4 separate regions of the Mus musculus genome follow, and regions 2, 3 and 4 are each linked to region 1. Evidence: chromatin contacts called from public Hi-C, HiCAR-type and promoter capture Hi-C data. All regions are on one chromosome and are shown on one strand. The core of a region is the stretch at or near the end of the contact, and the rest is flanking DNA. Distances in the headings are between cores, read along the strand shown. Region 1 holds the start of Fbxl7 (F-box and leucine-rich repeat protein 7). Region 2 overlaps Fbxl7 (F-box and leucine-rich repeat protein 7). Region 3 has its middle 170 kb from the start of Gm23903. Region 4 has its middle 28 kb from the start of Gm52206.

The links. Promoter capture Hi-C pulls out the DNA fragments that hold promoters and counts their contacts. Hi-C and Micro-C count contacts between places; a contact is called where the count stands out from the background. HiCAR-type assays count read pairs that join an accessible place to other places.
Region 2: a contact with region 1 is called in a HiCAR-type map of fibro-adipogenic progenitors, with 4 times the contacts expected there. The contact joins the enhancer-like site here to the promoter of Fbxl7 in region 1. A contact is called at or near these places in 5 of 39 promoter capture datasets (cranial neural crest, embryonic stem cells, liver and 2 more), 1 of 484 Hi-C or Micro-C datasets (adipose-derived mesenchymal stem cells), 1 of 115 datasets of contacts at active chromatin or transcription factors (fibro-adipogenic progenitors) and 1 of 9 other capture datasets (embryonic stem cells).
Region 3: a promoter capture Hi-C map of trophoblast stem cells shows a contact between it and region 1, with 4 times the contacts expected there. The contact joins the enhancer-like site here to the promoter of Fbxl7 in region 1. A contact is called at or near these places in 13 of 39 promoter capture datasets (cranial neural crest, embryonic stem cells, epiblast stem cells and 7 more), 4 of 484 Hi-C or Micro-C datasets (the N1E-115 cell line, embryonic fibroblasts, neural progenitor cells and 1 more), 5 of 115 datasets of contacts at active chromatin or transcription factors (astrocytes, cardiomyocytes, embryonic stem cells and 2 more) and 1 of 9 other capture datasets (embryonic stem cells).
Region 4: a Hi-C map of the N1E-115 cell line shows a contact between it and region 1, with 5 times the contacts expected there. The contact joins the enhancer-like site here to the promoter of Fbxl7 in region 1. A contact is called at or near these places in 5 of 39 promoter capture datasets (cranial neural crest, embryonic stem cells, frontonasal cranial neural crest and 2 more) and 2 of 484 Hi-C or Micro-C datasets (the CH12 cell line and the N1E-115 cell line).

The regions. Positions count from the first base shown.
Region 1 is chr15:26,894,193-26,897,604 of GRCm38.p6, forward strand. It overlaps Fbxl7 (F-box and leucine-rich repeat protein 7), which reads right to left and starts at 1,372. Exons shown (of 4, transcript NM_176959.3): 1 at 821-1,372. The coding sequence starts at 857.
Region 2 is chr15:26,549,221-26,552,455 of GRCm38.p6, forward strand. Fbxl7 (F-box and leucine-rich repeat protein 7) reads right to left here. Exons shown (of 4, transcript NM_176959.3): 3 at 3,221-3,235. All of the region lies in intron 1 of Gm52206 (a long non-coding RNA gene), which reads left to right. Among named protein-coding and RNA genes, the nearest start is that of Gm52206, 3.7 kb to the left of the region's middle. Within about 2 kb of position 1,786, at least 8 of the 459 cell types and tissues checked have an H3K27ac peak or open chromatin away from gene starts, as enhancers often do. A contact at or near this core is called in fibro-adipogenic progenitors, where this site is marked.
Region 3 is chr15:27,230,946-27,234,463 of GRCm38.p6, forward strand. No RefSeq gene overlaps it. Among named protein-coding and RNA genes, the nearest start is that of Gm23903, 170 kb to the left of the region's middle. Within about 2 kb of position 2,071, at least 9 of the 459 cell types and tissues checked have an H3K27ac peak or open chromatin away from gene starts, as enhancers often do. A contact at or near this core is called in the N1E-115 cell line and trophoblast stem cells, where this site is marked.
Region 4 is chr15:26,517,669-26,521,296 of GRCm38.p6, forward strand. No RefSeq gene overlaps it. Among named protein-coding and RNA genes, the nearest start is that of Gm52206, 28 kb to the right of the region's middle. Within about 2 kb of position 1,828, at least 15 of the 459 cell types and tissues checked have an H3K27ac peak or open chromatin away from gene starts, as enhancers often do. A contact at or near this core is called in the N1E-115 cell line, where this site is marked.

The DNA.
Region 1 (3,412 bases), core at 122-2,621:
TGGGGAAAGGCAGGAAAGCCAACCCAGTCTCCTCACTCCTTTCAACCAGGTTCACTCGATACAGACCTTAACTCTTGAACTGTAGAAAATGTCTTTGCTTTGTGCATATCAGGGACATGCTGTTAATCACAGGGGTTAAAACACTACTGGTATTATGCAAAGCGGGGAAGGCGGGACTGAGGAGGCAACCCACACATCCATCATCCCTTTAGGAGTAGGCGGAGTTTAAAGTTTCCCCCAACTTCCAAGTACTCACTTGACAGGCAATATTTCTGTGCAATTTCCAGCCCCGAGTAACAGATGGTGCTCTGCCTGTCTTGAGCCTCGAGAGAGCCCAGACAAAGCTCCCAGCCACTCCATGCCTCGCGGGACCCATAGGTGGTTAGTTTCACAGACCTGTCAGACCAGGGCAGTTAGCAAAGAATGGAAGCTTAACTTCTTCCCGAAGTTTTTTTCCTGATAGGAGGAAGTCCAGAGGACTAAAGCACAAAAAGGCCTGGGAAAGTTTTGACTGCTTCAATTCTCTGCCAAACCATCACCTAGACCAAGGTGCGCAGAGAAGGAAAAGCTGGGGCACACGTGTTCAGAAACACAGCAGAAATGCAACTTGAGCAGTCCTAAAGACAACCTGGAAAATTGCTTAAGAGACCCCAGTGGTGGAAAGGCACGTCCAGGTACCAGAGACTGGATCAAGCAGAGCCCAAAGGGAAGCCGGCTACCCCGACGTCACCAAAGTAGGGTGCGCCTGAGCTGTGTGCGAGAGGAAAGGGAGGGGGCGCGATCCGGGAGTCGGGGGAGGGGGTACGTTCGGCCCACTCACCCTCACTGCCGTACTGTTTGCCATTGTTCGCGCCCATCCTGTCGCCGTCATGCCCGCCTCCTCCCTGGACACTGCATAGCTGGGGCGCACCTCCCAGGCGGCGGGGCAGAGGAAAGCGGGCAGGACCGGACCCTTAGCTGCACATGCCCCTTCCAAGGGCCGATTTGGGCTTGGGGGTCCGCAGTGCTCTGCGACCGGAGGGGTGGGACTAGGTCCGCTCCTGGCACCCCCGAGGGTGGCGAGCCAGCTCCAGAGCAACCACCGGAGCTCTCAGATTCCGCGCTCCGGGCGAGTGGGAGCAGCGCGAAGCACAGCCCGCGCCCGGGTGCCGCCCCTAGACTCGCCGCTCCACCGCCGTGGGGTCCCCATGCGCCTCCGCGGTCCCCAGCCGTGCGAGCCGAGCCGCGCCTGCCCCAGGCTGTCCGGCTCCTCGGCCTCCGCCTCCGCCCTGCGCCCCCGTGCGTCCGCGGCTTCCCCGGGGAGGGCGCGGCGGCCACTTGTTGCGGTGCCCCGAGTGAGCAGAGACTTGTGGCCCGGCGCTGCTCGCCTGCGGGCCGGACTTTTGTTAGCGCCAGGCGCCTCCTCTCGCCGCCCAGCGTCAATCACAGCTGGAGCCCCCGGGAGGAAGGCCGGCCCGGAGATGCGCGGCCTTTTAAAGGGGCAGCACGCCTTTTCCGGGCTCCGGCTCCTGGTCCCCGCCAGGGCTCTGGCTCTCCGTGCCACTCGCGAACCCTCCGGCGTGAAGGACCGTGCTGCGCGCTGTGTTTTCTGTGGACTGTGGGCTTCAAGACGTTCTTCGAATTCCCCTGGAGTTGTCTACAAAAAAAATGGCCCATTTGTGACGTTTACTAGAAACATGCAGTCAGTGTCCGGTTCTGGCACATTTCTGGTACCTGTGCTGGCAATCTCCAGCGGCTCCTTGGGTTTCGGGGCTAACGCGAGGAATGGAGGAGGGGTAAGGAAAACTTGAGAGGAACTTAGCAAGGGAGTGGTCTCTGGAGAGCAAAGACATTCCCCGCCCTGAGAAGGAGGTTTCCTGGCTCTGAAGTTTTGAAAGCTTCCGAGACACGACTTTTTTTTCCCTCCTCATTTATTTATTTATTTTTCTTCTTGTAGTTGATGCCATCTTTTATTTAGTAACTTACTACTTCGTTTGGAGATTTACGTGGCGTTTGCAAAGCCCCCTCCTCCTTTAAATCGCCCTTTGGTGTTCCTTCCATTAAATAGGGAAAAAAAAAAGATAGAGAATCTTAATGTCCTACTCCATTTCTATGTAAGTGCCTAGAAAGTCTCACTGAAGATCAGAACGTTGTTCACGCAGATTTTTTTGGTGGTGAAACGAACACGCAGCAGTTTCTCCTTACAGATGTTGTAAATTAAATTAAAGCTTAGTGATATGTTTATCTTTATATATACATAATTCTTGAATAGAAACCCAGGAGTTAGTAAACAATGGCTTCTTATGAGATGATTTGACTTCTTGTAAATTCTCCTTAGATGAGTTCCTACAATGCTCTTCATTAAAGATAAAACATTATGTTTCAAAGTTTAAAATCTATCCTTAACCATGCAGATACCATATTCTTAAGTAAACGTGTAAACGTTCAAAGATAGAACAGAATAATTATTGTGTTGGGAACCTTTTTTGTCTTCTACTCCAAAGCCATAAAAGAATGTTTTAATGTCTTTTAAAATATCTAAACAGTAATGTGTAATTCCTAAACACTTGTCTAATGAGATAAAATTAAAAACATTAAAATTAAAATTAATTTATGATGGGCTCCCTACAAGATTCTGCTAGAAAACACAAAATCAATCTAAAAATGAGTAGACAGCAGGGCTGTCTTCCTGCACAAGATGGATTCTGCCTGGTCCTTGGGGTGACTTTGAAAATCTGAGCAATCTGCCTCCACTCCCCCTCAAAATTGCTAGGGTTGCAGGCATCTGTCTCCTACCTGGGTTTATATGGTGCAAAAGAACAAACCCAGGACTTCATTCATGCAGGGCAAACACTGTCTACCCACCGAGATAATCTACAGCCCTTGGTTCAGGAGGTTTCATGTCTCCATTTAAGAAACTGTGCGAATTTTACCCTTTTGGCAGCTTAGCTGAGGATAGACAGCACTAACTCAGGAAAGCAAGTGAGGCTCATCTCAGGCTTGGTGTGGCATTTTCAGTTTGTTATGCTTATGCTCTCTGTCCCTCTTTGTGGTTTACAAAGTATGGAAATGATGAAAAACAAAACCAAGGCTCAAAAAGTTCAGCCACCCAGAGTCCTCAGAGGAGAGCTCCAGACTACCCAGCTTCCGTCCTACCAGTCCAGGGGTTGCCTTGACTTGGCCATTACTCAACACAGAGTCAATGACCTGGTCTTTTGATCTGCCCATCTACCAAGATCTTTACTATTCAAGTAAAGCTGCCTGGGACAAGCATGTTGTAAAACAAAATAGGAAAAAAAAATGCTTAACATCACTCAAAAAAATAGAAGTTGACACAAATATTTGTTGGCCTACTCGTCATGAACGTTTGAGAACAGTAATCAAAAGAAAGAAAATTAGTATTCTTGTTAAACATCAAGGTGTATTCATATTT
Region 2 (3,235 bases), core at 536-3,035, 340 kb before region 1:
TCATTTACATTTCCAATGCTATACCAAAAGTCCCCCATATCCACCCACCCCCACTCCCCTGCCCACCCACTCCCCCTTTTTGGCCCTGGTGTTCCCCTGTACTGGGGCATATAAAGTTTGCAAGTCCAATGGGCCTCTCTTTCCAGTGATGGCCGACTAGGCCATCTTTTGATATATATGCAGCTAGAGTCAAGAGCTCCGGGGCACTGGTTAGTTCATAATGTTGTTCCACCTATAGGGTTGCAGATCCCTTTAGCTCCTTGGCTACTTTCTCGAGCTCCTCCATTGGGAGCCCTATGATCCATCCATTAGCTGACTGTGAGCATCCACTTCTGTGTTTGCTAGGCCCCGGCATAGTCTCACAAGAGAAAGTGAGACTTTCAAACTCAAGTTTACTGTTATCTAAGAGCCACTATCTGAAGCCAGCTTAAAACCAAGGTGTGGTGTCAGGTAAGGACAGCTTTGGCAACCTTCTGATGCCTGTGTCTATTTTGGCGCAATCACACTGCCATATTGGGAGAAACTTTCAGCAAGTATTGAGGAAAAACCCATCCTTAAATCCAACTTGCTAAACTTTTCAAGTCCATCTCCACTCAGCCATATGTGAAACTCCATCATAAGCCATAAAATGCAGTGCAATCAACTACCTCTTCAAGATATGTTAGGAAAAATCAAATCTGGGTAAGATTTCTTCCTAGAAATAGTACAACTTTGGAGTTGTGCCTTTTACTGGCCCCCTTTTGTTCTTCTGCATAGATGTATAGATCTGTGGTGTTATAGGCAACCTGTCAGGTAGCTATACAAACATGTATAAGCTAGAAAATGACATCGAGGTAGAGGACAACTAGCAAGACTTAGTAACGCTGATAGTCAGGTCATGCAGCAAGCCCACTCAGGCCAGAAATCTCAAAAATGTTATTCCTAAATAGCCAAAGTGGCTGTTTCAGCCATTTAAGAATTTCAAAAGTCCATCCCATAATCAGCCACCAAATGCAGACACTATTGCATACGCCAACAAGATTTTGCTGAAAGGACCCTGATATAGCTGTCTCTTGTGAGGATATGCCAGTGCCTGGCAAACACAAAAGTGGATGCTCACAGTCAGCTATTGGATGGATCACAGGTCCCCCAATGGAGGAGCTAGAGAAAGTACCCAAGGAGCCTAAGGGGTCTGCAACCCTATAGGAGGAACAACAATATGAACTAACCAGTAACCCCAAGAGCTCGTGTCTTTAGCTGCATATGTAGCAGAAGATGGCCTAGTCAGCCATCATTGGGAAGAGAGGCCCCTTGGTCTTGCAAACTTTATATGCCCCAGTACAGGGTAACACCAGGGTGAAAAAGTGGGAGTGGGTGGGTAGGGGAACAGGGAGGGGGGAGGGTATAGGGGACTTTCAGGATAGCATTGGAAATGTAAATGAAGAAAATACCTAATCAAAAATTGGAAAAAGTAAAAAAAAATTCAAAAGGACCTCAAAAAGAGACCACAGTTACTTGCATTCTCTGTGAAGGGTACCCTGGAGCCTGCTGTGATAAATCTGGGGATTCCCAACAAGTCATGTTCTATTCTGAGAAAAACACAACCGAGTGTTCCCATGACAAGAATGATGAAGAGTTTGTCAATTTTGCTTCTTAGCTAAAGAGAAAACACATCAGGTTATAGCTCTCAGAGCTGAGCGAACTGTCCCCCATCTTGGTTTAGAAACGAGTCATCCTCCACCACATCACATGCTCCATGCTCTCCAGAGTTCCTTGGATGGAGAATTTAAGAAAGCCTCCTTGTTCCCCACTTCTGTCTGCCAATGGCTGCTCATGACTAATCGAACACTCAGTAATGATGGCTTTGTCCTGAAGCCAGTTCTAGTAGAAGAGCAGTAAGCAGCTTTCCAGCCAGAGAAAGAATCTGCAAAAATAATGGGCTGTCAGCTGAAATATTTTCAGATGTCGGCTTCTGAAAGACAGAACAAGCTGAAGGCTGTTCTACCTCCAATTTTTTTTTTTGAAGGGCATCATTTACCCCAGATTCTTGTAAATCCCAAATTCTCTTTACTTGCCTAACACAGTGGGTTTTTACTTCTTGACCCTTGCCTGACCATTCCTGAGGACACAGCTCATGCTTCTGATTTTTTTAAACCTCTCTGACAAATCTGACATATTCCAACCTCTTGAATGTTCATCTTTTGACTGTATGGCAGACGAGATAAAAATAATAGGGTGTGTGTGTGCTATACTGCTATTCGGGATGGGTCCCGTCTGGCACCAAAGTTTGACTCTGGGCTTTAATTCTTCCTGCCTAAGAGAGACTTTTAAGTGAAGCAATTATACTGGGATTTCCTTCCATTTTCCAAAGAATGAAAAGTCAGATTCAATGGACCCTGCCCTTGTAATGTGTAACTGAGAACATGCTTTAAAAGAGCTGTAAAAATAACCCAAAGGAAAGACAAAAGGGGGCGTCATCTGACCATGACAGGCTTCCCCAGTGGTTAGGGAAAAGCAAGCTATTGTGAGCACAGCTCCCAGGCCTGGGTTTTACTCTCTGTGGCTGACCATTCAGTTCAGGATTTGCATTCAGGGGCATCACTGTGGCTTTTACTATGGCTCTCACAGGCTCTACTGACTTAATAAATACAAAGGTGAGGTACTGAACTACCTGTTTAAATGAGCTCTTTAGCTTAATTAGATTTTTTTCCATTATGCATAGTTGTTCTGGAGTATAAGGATACAATTAAGGTGTACTGATGAAAACTATCAGGACCAAGGTGCCCCCAGTTCCTTCAGGAAGCAGATATTAAAATGCAAGGGCTACTTCTGGTTTTCAGGGATATGGCTCCATAGTGAGATATTTTCTGACCGGTTAGCCTATCGACCATTCACTGTATATCCCTGGTAAGGAGACCCTGGGGGCTGGAGACATGGTTCTGTGGTTAAGAGTGCACCCTGCTCTTCCAGAGGACTTGAGGTTAGATCTCAGCATCCATGATGGGCAGCCCCCAGTTGCCTTAACTCCAGCTTCAGGGTACACAATGCCCTCTTGTGGACTTCGTGAGCATCGGCACTCACATGCACATACCCACACACAGATAAACATATACACATAATTAAATAAAACATAAATAAAATACTAATAAAAGAAGGGGACCCTGTATGGAGTAGTAATATCCATACTACTCTGAAGTGGTACGTTAGGAATATCCAGATTTTGAGGTCAGTTTCCATTTACCTGACACATCCAGAT
Region 3 (3,518 bases), core at 821-3,320, 340 kb after region 1:
CTCCATTGCAGCATGAAGTCCTCAGGACACGAAATCCTCAGGCAGTCCTCAACCAAGCCACACCCATCATGGCTGTGCTAACCAGCAGGCCATGTGCCATGAGTTCTAAAGCCATTTGTCACTCCTTCTTCATGGCCCTCTGCATGAGGTAATCCTCCCCATGCAGAGCACACTAATCGGTTGCCCCTTGCCCAACAATCAGCCTTGAAAACATAGATATAACTAATATATATGGCTCAGCAGGTCATATATAGTGCTACCTATGTATATGCAAATACATATATGTATGTCGTAACAATTAATGAAAACAAGAAGCCATGAATCTGAAGGAGAGGGAGGTGTAATATAGAGAAGGATTTTGAGGGAGGAAATGGAAGGGGAAAACACTGCAATTAAATGATAATCTCAAACAAATAAACAAAAAAAGAAGGCAGAAGGTCCTCTATAGACCCATGACATGTCATCATCGATATTATTATGATGATATCGATTCTCTAAGTTAGGTTGACTCAATAAACTGAGATGCAAATGAACATCATAATTTAGTGTTCTGAGTAAGAACTCCTGTCATTCATAATTCAGTGTTCTGAGCAAGACCTCCTGTTGTAAACATTTATCTTGAGAGACGCTTTTCTTATGACTGTACATGAGATCAAAACTTGGCAAAGAAGGGAGTTGTGTGGTCTCGGGTGATGAATGAGCCACAAATCACAAACCCATGGTCCTAAGCAGAGACTATCAACTTCCCAAACTGAAGAAACAACATTTTCATTTTCTTTCCGGCTTTCAGGGCTTTTCTAAAAGCATTAAAACTCTAGAGTAAATATGAAGTGTCTCCTTCGGATAAAAAGCAAGGCAAGTGCAGGAAAGAACAATTATAAAAACAGTTATCACAAGAAATAGATTGTGTAGAGTAATATAGCTTGCTGAAAACATAGCAGCATCCCAAATTCTGTGTGTTTGAAGTGGGAAAAAAATTTCATCCTCCCTCGACTCTACCTAGGTAGGGCCTCACCTACATGACTAAGAGAGCAGTTCACCACATAGAGAAGTAGGAAGGGCATGGGGGCAGAGTGGAGAGGGCCTGAAAAAGTGACAGGTGAATGGCCAACTCCTGCTTCTCTAACAAGCCTGAGTGCTGTGCCACCACAGGTCATCTTCTGCATCTGTCCCTTGTACTTCCCTGACTATCTTGAGTCCTTCCTGCCACTTGTGTACTCAGAGAGTGCCAGTCTTCTCCCTTGGGAGCGATCTGCTCCAGTATTGGCCCTGGCTAGTGTGCTGGGTTTGAGCCTGCCTTTGGCAGCCTAGTCTCCTGAGTGTAAGCTTGGGCTCTGTCATGCTTCCAATTGTCCCTATGAGAGGACTTCAGTAAATTGCTCAGATCCCCCATGTACCTACCTAAAAGAGACCGTCGATCTTATTTATTCCACGGGCTGGGAAAGGAAATGGCTAACGCATAAGCACGTAGCACACAGTGTACAACACCGTGAGTGTCCCACAACTGCTAGCTAATCAAGCGAGTCTGAGTCACACTCTTCTCAGATGACAGATGCTTACAGACAGAGGATCAGAGCCTCAGCACAGCTTACCTGACCATCTTAACATGAGCCCCCAAATAATTCTCTATGGTTTTTTCTTCATTCTCTGTGCTCCAGCCCAGGTACCCCATCAGCTGTGTCCATGGTGATATCTGGCAATCAAAACTTCCCATACACCATCTCCTCCCCCCTTTTTTTTCTGCTCATACACCTACTTCTGACTAAATTCTGACCATCCAAAAACACCTTTTAAAACCCAGCATGGCCTCTGTGATACAAATCATGTGCCGCGGCATCAGTTACGTTCGCTCTTGCATCCTCAGAGCCATGAGTCAGGCAAAATATATATACAGACACAAGTCACCCAAAACCACCCAAACAGTTTCACTCTGTGATGCTTGTTCTTACTGGAAATGTGCCAACAATTTGCCTCTAAGACATCAAGACTGAAAGAAGGAAACATAAGATGGTGCATGAAGTCCCAGCATGCACTAGCACAGAACAGTAAACGTGTTAAGAAGGGGAAGCGACAGCCAGCCCTGGGGACCCATGACTCACACAGTGAAGCAGAGTTACAGGCAGTTTGCAATCTCTCTGGTTTCCGATACAGAACTCACCTCAGCCCACAGGTTTAGCATGAAGTTCCCACTGAAACGAAAGCAACTGTATTTACACTATCCTTATTTCATTCTCTCCGGTGTTAAAAACACTATGTCCTCTTAACCTATTGTCTTTAAAAAAAAAATTACCTCCTTCTGAATGCAAAGTAAGCAGCAGCTATTGCTACACTGAAACCACTTGAAAGGCAACATGGGATGTCCTGTCCACTTGATTTCACAGTTTTCTAACAACCAAGCAAAGCAATGTCAGGAGCATTAATAGCATCCTGCAATTGACAGGAGTTAAACTTTCTTAACTTATTTCTAACTAGCTTCAGTTCTTCCCTGATTATAATTTTTAACGGAAATGACTTAATGAATCTGTCATTTTAAACAAAAAAAAACTTTAATTCTTGTCATTATTTTCCTTGGTGATATGATAGGTTCCAAAATGGAGGAAATATGCAATCTGTAATCAATGTAAATCTTAATAATCAGGTCTTGGAAACACTAGTGTATCGTTGTTTTGAAGTCCTAAAATACAGACTTTGATGTTTATAAGCAAAGCAACAAGGTCCACACCAACCATCCACAGTCTATAATTATGCCCTGGATTGTTAAGAAACCAGAAACAAAACAGCAATTTATGATTTTGAAGGGACAGGACACAAGCTAACCTCTACCGCTATCGTGACCAGTTGAGCTTATAGGTAACAGACCAAGCACAGGGTTTCCCGTGCACACCGCTGCATTTTTGCACAGTGAGAAGCTATCCTCGTGGGTCACCTGATAAATGAAGTTAATTCAATCTGTGGTTGCACCAAGTGGAAGGTAATTCACCGAGCCTTGGATAATGCAAAGGTCATACTATTCTAAAAAGATAATCCTTCAAATATACTTACCCAAGTATCTGATCGTTTGGGAAAGAATTACCAGGAAGTGCTCCAGGGAAGATAGCCCAAACCATGCTTCTCCCAACACCAAGCTTGCAATGCAGACCTGGAAAGGGCTGGCAGCCCACACCAGATGCAAGGCTACAGGCAGATTGATGGACTAGAGACCACACTCGGGGGACAGCCCCTTTACTGCCTGCTAACTGCTTATTGAGAACTGAGTTGGCTTCACCAGCACTGAACACTCAGACATTTATGATGATCTATAGCCTCACTTTGAAGTTTATCCAAAGATAGCTACAGAGTCACGGAGTCTTATTTCTATTAGATTCCCCTGGAACTCACTATCTCTAGTGGGCTCTGGACTGAAATGCCTCTGGTTTGCTTTGTCACAGACACCCTGGAATCATACACTTTACTTTTAGATTGTGAATGCCCAATATTACATATTCGATTATTATAAACAACGAATATTTTCCTTGATT
Region 4 (3,628 bases), core at 578-3,077, 380 kb before region 1:
GAGTTGATACAGAGGCCACAGGGGAGTGATGCTTACTGAATGGCTTTTTTTGTTGTTTTTGGTTTTTGTTTTGTTTTGTTTTGTTGTTGTCGTCGTCGTCGTCGTCGTTGTTGTTGTTGTTGTTGTTATTGTTTCTTCGAGACAGGGTTTCTCTGTATAGCCCTGGTTGTCCTGGAACTGACTCGGTAGACCAGGCTGGCCTCGAACTCAGAAATCCACCTGCCTCTGCCTCCCAAGTTCTGGGATTAAAGGCATGTGCCACCACCGCCCGGCCTGAATGGCTTTTTATGTCCTGATTTTCTATATACCATAGGACTACCTTTCCAGGGTGTCACCATCCCTGGTAAGATCCACCCTCCTATATCAATCACCAATTGAGAAAATTTACTACAGGATTTCCCATTGGCCAATCTGGTGGGAACATTTTCTCAATTCAGAGGTATTTTTGGTTTTTGTTTGCTTGTTTTGTTTTGCTTTGTTTTGGTGTAGTCATCATTATTTTTAGAAAAATAATTCTAGCTTGTGTCAAACTGACCAAAATCTAGTCAGGACAGTAAAATATACATAATGTAGAAGAGGTATTCATTATAAAACTTGCTTCCATCATATACAGGCCTTGAAATCCAGCAGATACTTCCTACAAGTGGGAGAATTAGAAAGATAGGTGATAGAATTTAGTCTGTACTTGAAGTCACAAGACCCAAGAAAACTAAGGGTAAAAATCCAAGTCTAATGTCAGGGGCCTGAGAACAATAAATGAACAATACTGGAACCTCAACACCCAAGAAACAACAACTCTTTGTCCATTGGCAGAGATGTCCCTACTGAACATGATGCCCACCCACAATGCCAAGTTCTCTTACCTTTGCTTACTCTTCCAACCATATACTAAAGTCTTTATATGGCACACCCAGAAATAATGACTTCCTAGCTATCTGAAATCTTATAAATCAGACCAGGCAACATAAAATTAACCATCACTTAGTGAAAACAGGGTTCATTGACTTTATGTTTATACTGATCTCTTCTTTTCTTCAGTACTTACATTCTTCAATACTCCCTCTCATTGTACGCAAAATACACTGAAAATACGAAGATTTTCAGCATCCAGTGAATTGAGTGTGCATATGCTACCAAATCTCCAAATTATGTTTAGTGGCTCAAGTTGGCATGTCCAGGCAAAAGAGAAACTCTTTGCCAATATTCTGATTTATCTTTCCTCTCCCTTTCTCTGACTCAAGCAGACACTATACCCCTTTTCATAAGTTTTATGCATTATTTCATTTTCCTTCAAATTACAAAAATATTCTAAATAAATCTGATTTTCAGCGCTATTGTGCATCTTTATTATTTGCTCACTTAGTTAATTCATCAATATTTAGCCAGAATTTTACCAGAAGTGAGGTAAAACTCAGGTCTTTTAAGAGAGGTTGTCTCTGTAACTGCTAGCCAGATGTCATTTGAAAACCAGAAGTCTGAGCCCATCATTGGTGATAAGGGGATGATTCAATTCCATTTGGGTAAATTATGTCTGTCTACTGAAACAGACTCTTGATTGAATCAAAGGACGCTTTTCTTGGACGCTCTGGTAATTGCTTCAATTCTCCAGCGAGTTCAAATATTACAGAAATGGTGTTTGAGGGAGTGGGGGATGGTAGGCCTAATTGGAGAGTCTGGTTTTATAAGCAGGCTGCTTTCATCTTGCTCTTCTTTGGAAATAATGAGGTTTGTAAAAATCACTGTAAATATATGTCTGAACATGTAGCCCCCCTCACTCTCTCGCATGATTTCATAAGCAGCTGGTGTTACCATGGCAGTTAAACAGAGTAAGCATGCTCATTTTAGGACATCTGTATCCAATACAGACTATCTGGCCTGTCTGTGTCCCTCCTCTGTGTGTAACGTGATGGAAAGCAGGCTCTGAGTTTTGGGTGCCTGCCTCGTGTACTTCTCCATATCATGAAGTGAACAGCCACTTCCTTTCCAAGTCTCATAAATGCTACAAGGATTTTCATTTTCCATTAAGAGGACAAGATTTTCTTTCTCTCTGTGATCTCAGAAGTCCTTGCAGATGATATACTTTGAGAGAAGTGTAGAAAAGTCCACTAGACTCTGGATCCATCCATGTGTTCCTACAACCTCACAGTTCCCAAGACACTCTCAGCTTTTCAACTTGGCTTTGTAAATAGAAGTGATAACTATAAAACAAGCCAAAATTGATACCCAATGTTGAAGAACAAAAGAGTGTTACCTGAATTCAAAGATTAAAATCAGGTCTGTGTCATATTGTTCCCCATTTTAATTCTGTTTGTTTCCTTACACCGAAGATGATATGCTACATCATACATTATTGCTATGTAAATTCTGATAAGTTATTTGAAATATACCACAGAGACATCTCTTTTGCTTAATCAACAAGATCATTGTCCCATTGTCAACAAAAAGTGTTTGCTTTACCAAAAGAAAGTCCTTCTATAGTTGTAAAGTGAATATCCTGTAACCACGATTCTCAGTGTGTGGTCCTCAAGCAATATCGGCATTCCTTAAAAATTAGTGGTGATGGGGATTATTTGAGCAAATAACAACGACCAAAAAGATCTGGGCTCAGACCCATTTGTGTGCATGTTAACAGGACTTCCAAATGACTCTGCTAAAATTCAAGAACATCTGTTCTTTAAAAGAAAACTAGTGGCTTAGATTCAGAAAGGAAATCAACACGTGTACAGGGTGCTCTCTCAGACCTTGCCACAGAGACTTGGAAGACAGCACACTTTCTGTATGCACTCTTGAGACATCTGTGTTACCTGCCTTCAAGTAATGAGTTACTATTACAACAACCCAGGTGGTAAGTACGGCCATTCTTATATTCAAAATGAAGTAATTAAGGCGGAGGACATTGCTAAGGTCACACGGCTTCATCAGCTGAATACAGTCCAACTCAGTCCAACATAGTCATGGGGATTCTTATCGGGACTTGCAGAGTCCTGCAGAAAAATACAGACATTTTTCAAAAGGAATCCAGCGGTGCCCCTGAAGGAGGATGCGGGGCCAGGTCTGTTCCTAAAATATGAGATAAGAAAGTGTCTCAGGAGAGCAGATAGGCCAAAATGTAAAGCATGTGGCTAAGAATTTATGCTATATGTATATGTGTGTGAAATTTGAACATTACAACTGAGCATGGCATTTGCAGGTACTTCTTGTTCTTTTGTTTTTTTTTATTCCTAGTAAAATATTTTTCCATAAGCTTCAATTGTCCAGCTTGTTATTGGTGTTTAAAAAGTTCTGTGTACTTCTTGGTCTTGAACACAGCTCCCAATAAAAGGGGTTTTCAGGGATTTTTTTTCCAAGTGCTTTGGCTAATCCTTTATAGACTCTTTGAGTAGAGTTTGGCTACACAACTGGCCCCATGTTAGAGGCAGCATTTTGACCTGAAAACCCAGCATGTAGGCTCAAAACCCCAAACAAGAGCAGAGTCCTACTCCATCAAATACCTGGTCCATTGTTCTAGGAAAGTCCCTAAATGTACTGACCTTGCTTCTTCTTTGCTTATGCCATTCTTATTAACTAAAGTGTGACAATTAGGAAATGGTTTTATTCATAAAGGACAAAGACTCAGGGCATACGATTC